Linked DNA regions of Mus musculus: region 1 is linked to region 2. A link is a contact called in public Hi-C data. All regions are on one chromosome and are shown on one strand. Each heading gives the region's core, a stretch centred on a gene start, on an enhancer-like site or on the middle of the called end of the contact. The rest is flanking DNA. Distances are from core to core; before and after follow the strand shown. Region 1 holds the start of Fbxw8 (F-box and WD-40 domain protein 8). Region 2 overlaps Fbxo21 (F-box protein 21).

Evidence for each region. Hi-C and Micro-C count contacts between places; a contact is called where the count stands out from the background.
Region 1: a contact with region 2 is called in a Hi-C map of cerebellum, with 4 times the contacts expected there. The contact joins the promoter of Fbxw8 here to the enhancer-like site in region 2. A contact is called at or near these places in 3 of 39 promoter capture datasets (hippocampal neurons, liver and neural stem cells), 5 of 484 Hi-C or Micro-C datasets (CD4 T cells, DN3 thymocytes, cerebellum and 2 more), 2 of 115 datasets of contacts at active chromatin or transcription factors (embryonic stem cells and extraembryonic endoderm stem cells) and 4 of 9 other capture datasets (adipose tissue, embryonic stem cells, liver and 1 more).

Annotation. Positions count from the first base shown.
Region 1 is chr5:118,153,656-118,156,748 of GRCm38.p6, forward strand. Fbxw8 (F-box and WD-40 domain protein 8) reads right to left here and starts at 1,803. Exons shown (of 11, transcript NM_172721.2): 1 at 1,409-1,803. The coding sequence starts at 1,726.
Region 2 is chr5:118,002,547-118,005,562 of GRCm38.p6, forward strand. All of the region lies in intron 11 of Fbxo21 (F-box protein 21), which reads left to right. Among named protein-coding and RNA genes, the nearest start is that of Tesc, 24 kb to the right of the region's middle. Within about 2 kb of position 1,470, at least 7 of the 459 cell types and tissues checked have an H3K27ac peak or open chromatin away from gene starts, as enhancers often do. A contact at or near this core is called in cerebellum, where this site is marked.

The DNA.
Region 1 (3,093 bases), core at 553-3,052, 150 kb after region 2:
GCCAGCACAGGGGCCAACAGCGGCTACACAGCTGACAATATATAAACCCTGACAGGTTCTCAGCAGCAGAGGTGGAGCTACTTCCCTGGGCTGCTGGTTAGCAGGTCTGAGAGGACTCAGGAACCTACACAACACCAAGGCGGGGGGGGGGGGGGGGGGGGGGCACGGGACGGGACGGGACTGGACTCAAGCTTCAGTTGGTGAAGCTAAAACACAGGAATCCAAATTCAATCCCCAGATTTTCTCAGTTGGGTAATCCTGAGAAAACTGCAAACAAAACAAACAACAAACAAACAAAAACATATGTAAAAGGAAATAGTTAAATAGTTATCTACCTCATATATGGCCATCTTAGAATCAAGGCAGAGCACCTGACACTTGTTTAAAAGAAAGATGGCCTTAAAACTCAAAATAGAAGCTACTGGTGTCATTTAAATAAAACTTTCCATTGCATAAAATTAACCATTTTTTAAAAATTACGTGTCTGCAGGGAGAGTAATTGTGTGTGCAAGTGCCCATGGAAGCCAGACCCATTAAATATCCTAAACTACAGTTACAAGAGGTCGTAAGCCACCTGGCACGGGTACTAGAAACCCAACTCCTGAAAAGCCTGTTGCGCTCTTAGCTACTGAGCCATCTCTCCAGCCCTTTCCCATCATTTCTCTAAACAACTTTCACTTACAGACAAGTATCCCCCCCACTGGGCTGTAGAAATTTTCTTTGAACCTGGTTTGAGTGAAACCATTAAAGCCTTCTCTTCTGACCTAACTCTTAACCTGGGAGCCATGGATCTTGTCAGGAGGGGTCTTGATTTGATTCTCCCGACTTGGTCAATGAGGCCGGAGAAAGAGGTTCCTGATTCTCCGAGGGACACATGCCCTCCAAAGGCTAAGAGCCTCCTAAAAATACTGACCAAAGGTTTCTTCTTCGCCGTAGTCCTTTCGTTTCTTCTGATTTATGGTTTATTTTTTTAATTTAGATAACACGTTACGTTAGGAAAATAAAAAAATACAGAGAAAAAAAAAAGAACATTAATTCCGTCCTCTGCTTTTTCTTGACCTTCCTCTCCGAAGTCAACCTTTCTTCCATGGTTTGGGACGTTTCTAGAATAGTATTTCTCCAACTCACACGTAGTCCTTTATGGGCGGATTCTTTTTAGCCGGGGGGGGGGGGGGGGGAAGGGTGTCCTGGATGTTTGCGAACATTCCTCAACCTTCTTACAAACCCAAGAATGCGCACACACCTACTGTCAACACCTCAAGATGTTTACAGGCAAAGCTGCTGAAGGAGAACCACTCGTTCCAGGGACATCTGGGTGTTCAGGGTTCCCGCTGTGCCCGCGTCCGCGACTTTCCCCACCATAGATGGTGGGCCCACAGGGAGAGACATCTTGTCCCCGGCCACTCACCAAGTCGCGGATGAGCTGATCCACCAGCGGCTCGGGCTCCGTGGCGTCGCGGTCTGGGGGTGAGCGCGATCGGCTGGACGTATCCTTCCTGTCGCCTCCCCGGCCAGGCCTGGGCGCCGGGGGTCGGCCCGCGCCCTCCAGCAGCCCCTGCGCCAGCCCCAGGTAGCCCGAGGCCGGCTCGCCTCGCGCTCCCGCCTCGGGCCTTCGCGGCGACCGCCGCTCCCCAGCCTCGAGCCGCCGCCGTCGCCTCAGCGCCTGTGACTGCGCCAACTCCTCCTGCCAGTGCCGGCGGAACTCCTCCAGGTTGTGGTCGTCCATGCTTGACGCGCCCAGGCCGACGCGGCACCCAGGGGCTGCCAGAATGGGGACGGACTGTCCATCCGCCGGAAGTGTCCGTAGTCGGCCTGGAGACTTCCGGGAGCGCGTCTTGTAGGTTCCGGGCAGCCACGCCCCTCTGCTTCGACATCCCTTGTTTTTGGCACCTTTGTACCAAGCAAGCCATGCTTTAAATGGCTGCTATATACATATTGCAAAAGGTCGCGTTTTTTAATGTAGCGGTTTTTATTGCATTTATTTATTTATTTAGTGCGTGCGTGTGTGTGTGTGTGTGTGTGTGTGTAGGTCACAGAACAAATTGGAGGATTCAGTTCTTGCCTTCCACCAAGTGGGTCTCAGGGATCGAACTCTCAAGTCACCAGGCTTCGCAGCAAGCATTCTTTTCTGCGGAGCCAGCCCAACCTGATGTTACCCTTCAGATCTACACACACCACACCCAATTAACCATCTCTGCCTTCTTAAAACTAACATTCCAATAAAACAGAGGTAAAGATTTTTTTGGGGGGGGGGGGGGTTCGAGACAGGGTTTCTCTGTGTAGCCCTGGCTGTCCTGGAACTCACTCTGTAGACCAGGCTGGCCTCGAACTCAGAAATCCGCCCACCTCTGCCTCCCAGTAAAGATCTTTTTAATGTGAATGTCTGAATCCGCAGGAAAGGTTATATAGAAAAATAAGAAATCGGGTCAGATAACAAAGTGATGGACAGAGGGAGGAGCCAATTAGTGGCCACCATGAAGCCAGGCGTGGTGGCGCACGCCTTTAATCCCAGCACTCGGGAGGCAGAGGCAGGTGGATTTCTGAGTTCGAGGCCAGCCTGGTCTATGGAGTGAGTTCCAGGACAGCCAGGGCTACACAGAGAAACGCTGTCTCGAAAAACAAAAACAAAACAAAACAAAACAAAAACAAAAACAAAAACAAAAACAAAAAAAGAGCTGTCATGAAGACCTCTCTGAGGAAATGCCATTTAAGCTACTAGCTGATAAACAGGGGGTGGGGAGGGGGGCGGGGAAACAGCTATGGAAAATCAGCAGAGATTTCCAGGACTACAGGTCCAAAGTCGGTACCGTAGGAAAGGATCTGTGAAGGAATGTTCTGGAAGGAACCCCCACCTCCCGTTGAGTCTTCCACAAGGCTGCTTAGCTCATCAGAACTGCAGCCACTGTGGGAAGGTTGGAATGTTGCAAGTCTAGAGTGTAATAATGGTTTGTCTTGGGCTATCATTAGCGCCCCCTATTAATCATTCTGTTCCTGCCTCTGTGTCAAACCTAGCTCCCCTGTGACTGTCAGTCAAACCTAGCCCCCCTGTGACTGTCAAACCTAGCCCCCTTGTGACTGTCAGGAGAAACCGTT
Region 2 (3,016 bases), core at 220-2,719:
CTTATGGAGGCCACTTCCACTTTGCCCTGCCCAGAAGGATGTGAAGCAGGAGCTTGGCGATGGGCTCTGGCCTGAACCGTCAGGCTTGCTCTACCCACACTAAAGCTGAAAATACCGAGGGCTCAAGTGGCAAGGTTTCAGAAGGCAGGAATAGTTCCCACATATGTGACCATGTCGTGTGGAGGCTAGGAGGACCCTGCAGTCACAGCACGATGGGTCTCTGGGTAAGGCGACGGTGCCGCCATGCTCCCTGGATGTTCTGCAGGCTCCCACAGCTTTTGAAGCTGAGTCCAGTTCAAACTCTCCAGGCTCTGTTGGGTGACTGGTGAGGGAGACTTTCTGTCCTCAGAAAGCTTATGGGCATGGCAGCACCAGGCACATCAGTTGTCCACGTATACACAGTAGGTGTGACATCTTTACATAGAGCATGGAAGTTTCTAGAAACAGTTCATTTAGTCTTAGATCATTTGCCTGATGCACTTGATAAACCGAGGACTGAACTTTAGATGTTCTGAATAGCTCAAGCCAGCAGTCTACGGAAAAAGGAAGTGTGTGGCCCACTGACCCAGTGCCACACAGTGGCAAGTGCCTGTAATTGTGTTGGTTTCCAGTGGCCTTCCTGTCAGCCCAGAGTGTGGCCTCTCCCAAGGGCTGCTATTGCTGGCTGTGGGGTGCAGGGGTGGCAAGGGACTCTTCCTGTAGCCACACTCAGGCATCACTCACCTTCCTGGGCTAACCTGTCCCTGCGACCTGTGAACTGTTGATTTATGTGCTGGGCTTCCAGCCTGGGTTCTCTACCCCATGATCCTAAGTGTCTGCTCACATTCCACCCTGCCTGCGCCTGCCGACACACTCCGCACGGTGCTGTTTGCTGCCAGCGGGCTCCTCATCTGGATGTGTTTGTCACTGAACAGGGATGTGGACTTTTTGCCAGCGATCGTAGGAGCGTTATAGAATCCTGCTTCGCAGCTAACTAGAGCTGCAGCAGCACTAAACCACATGGCTAACAGCCCATGTTCCATCAGCTTCCTCATTGCCCAGTGGTCACAGGGCAGCCCTGCACAGTGTGACAGGCTCAGCCACGTAGTTCCGCTATGGCTCCCTCCCTCTGCAGAGCCTGGCATTATAGCACAGCTTCTCTCTTCAATCTCTGCTGCACCAGGACTTGAATTTTTTTTTTGTTTTAGGCATCTAGGCATTGGTTGCCCAGGCTGTCTGACCTTCTAGCTTGGCTCACTGTCTCTTTACCTCTGCTTTCTCTGTGACCTGGCAGTGAAGTCTGAGGCCTGACTGCATGGCCATCACTACCCCACAGGCCACCCCACCCAGAGGAGCGGGGATCATGGCCCACACCAGGTGGTGTTGGGTTTGACCCTAGGTAACTCGGCTTCTGTCATTAGCAGGGAGTCATACTGTGTCCTGTGAGTGTCATTCCCCAGAGACCTACGACACTGCGGTTTGCCCTAGCACTTGGTCCAGGCTGACGCAGGAGTAATGTGCTTGAGGCAGGCGTGCCTGCTGCATCTGCTCAGTGACAGGAGAGGCTTCTCCCTGGGCCGCTCCCCACCCCCGCTCCCCGCCAGGAGCCTGCTTCTTACTCCAGTGTGTCATGGTCTCTGAGGACAGTTGGGTGCTCACAGCCCATGGCCATAGGATGGAGACCTTGCTAGATTTTAAATTTTTTTTAGAGAAAATTACTGTTTTTGTGTGTGTGTGTGTGTGTGTGTGCGTGCGCGCGTACACACATGCCATGAGCATGGGGTGTACACACATCCCAAGCATGTGCTGGAGGCTGAGCCAGCGTTAAGGAGCTGGCTCTCCTCCCCCTTTGTGTGGGTCCTGTGTACACAGCTCGTGCTTTTACCCACCGAGCCAACTCAATGGTCTGAGCAGCAACATGTTTTAAAAGACTTTATTTTGCTTTAAATTATGTGCCTGTGGGGGGGTGGGGGAATGGTTAGTGCAATGCCTGCAGAGACAAGAGGTGTTGGTCCTTTGGAGCTGGAGTGATTGGGGGTGTGAGCCGCCCACACAGATGCTGAAGCCCGACTTGGGCCCTACCCACTGGGCTCTCAGTAGCCAGCGCCCTACATTTTGAAACTGCTCCCTTCAGCTTCCCTTTGAGCGTCTCTGCGTTAGTTCATTTGTATTGTGTGTTTTAGTTCAGATCTAATTGTCAGTGAGTCTAGTTTCCTGAGTAGCGAAATGACTTTCTAGTCCTTAGCCCTCCAAAGCATGCGTGGCAGACCCCCTGCTGCCACCAGGGGGAGCACTGCACACACTCTGTTGGCTCCTGTCCTTCACTCTATGGAGGTGTGCCTTTCTGGGGGGGTGGGGAATGGGGATGGTCCCCCCCAGGCAGGCAGGCGATGTCTCATCTGTTACCTAAGGGCCCTTGGTGAGGCTTTGAGCGCAGGAGCCGTAGCTGGATGGCAGGTCCTTCCATAGCTCCTGACATTTCCTAGGCTGCTCTTCCACTGCAGCCTCACACCGTCCACTCCTGCTGGCACGTGTGGTGCCAGGGTGAGGACCCCCGAAGTGGGAGTGAGGGGTATAAAGTGACAGTTGGTTATGTTCGGGGCCATTTGGCCTTCTCTTGTTTAGATTCTGTGTGGTGAGGTGGGCACAGACTGTGGCATGCAGGAAGAGATGAGAAGGGGGCTTGTGGGAGTCGGCTCCCCCCACTGTATGGGTCCTGGGGGGCAAACTGAGGTCTTAGGGTGTCTACAAGTGCCTTTGCCCGCTGAGTCATTTCAGTGGCCTGGCATTGTCTTTTAGGGATAAAATATCAAGCGTTCACTCTTCTGGTGGCTCCACCCCACAACCCTTTGACTAGAGACATCCACACTTAGTACCGAGAGAGGTCTGTGGCCTCTGTTCAAACAGTGGAGTGGAGATAAATGCGTACTGTGCATTTGGTATAGATGGCAAGTTGAGTACTAGACTCCAGGGTGTGCAGGATGTGCTGGCCGCTGTCCCCCAGAGAGGGCGGGGCCAGGCTAGGCGCCCATAGAGG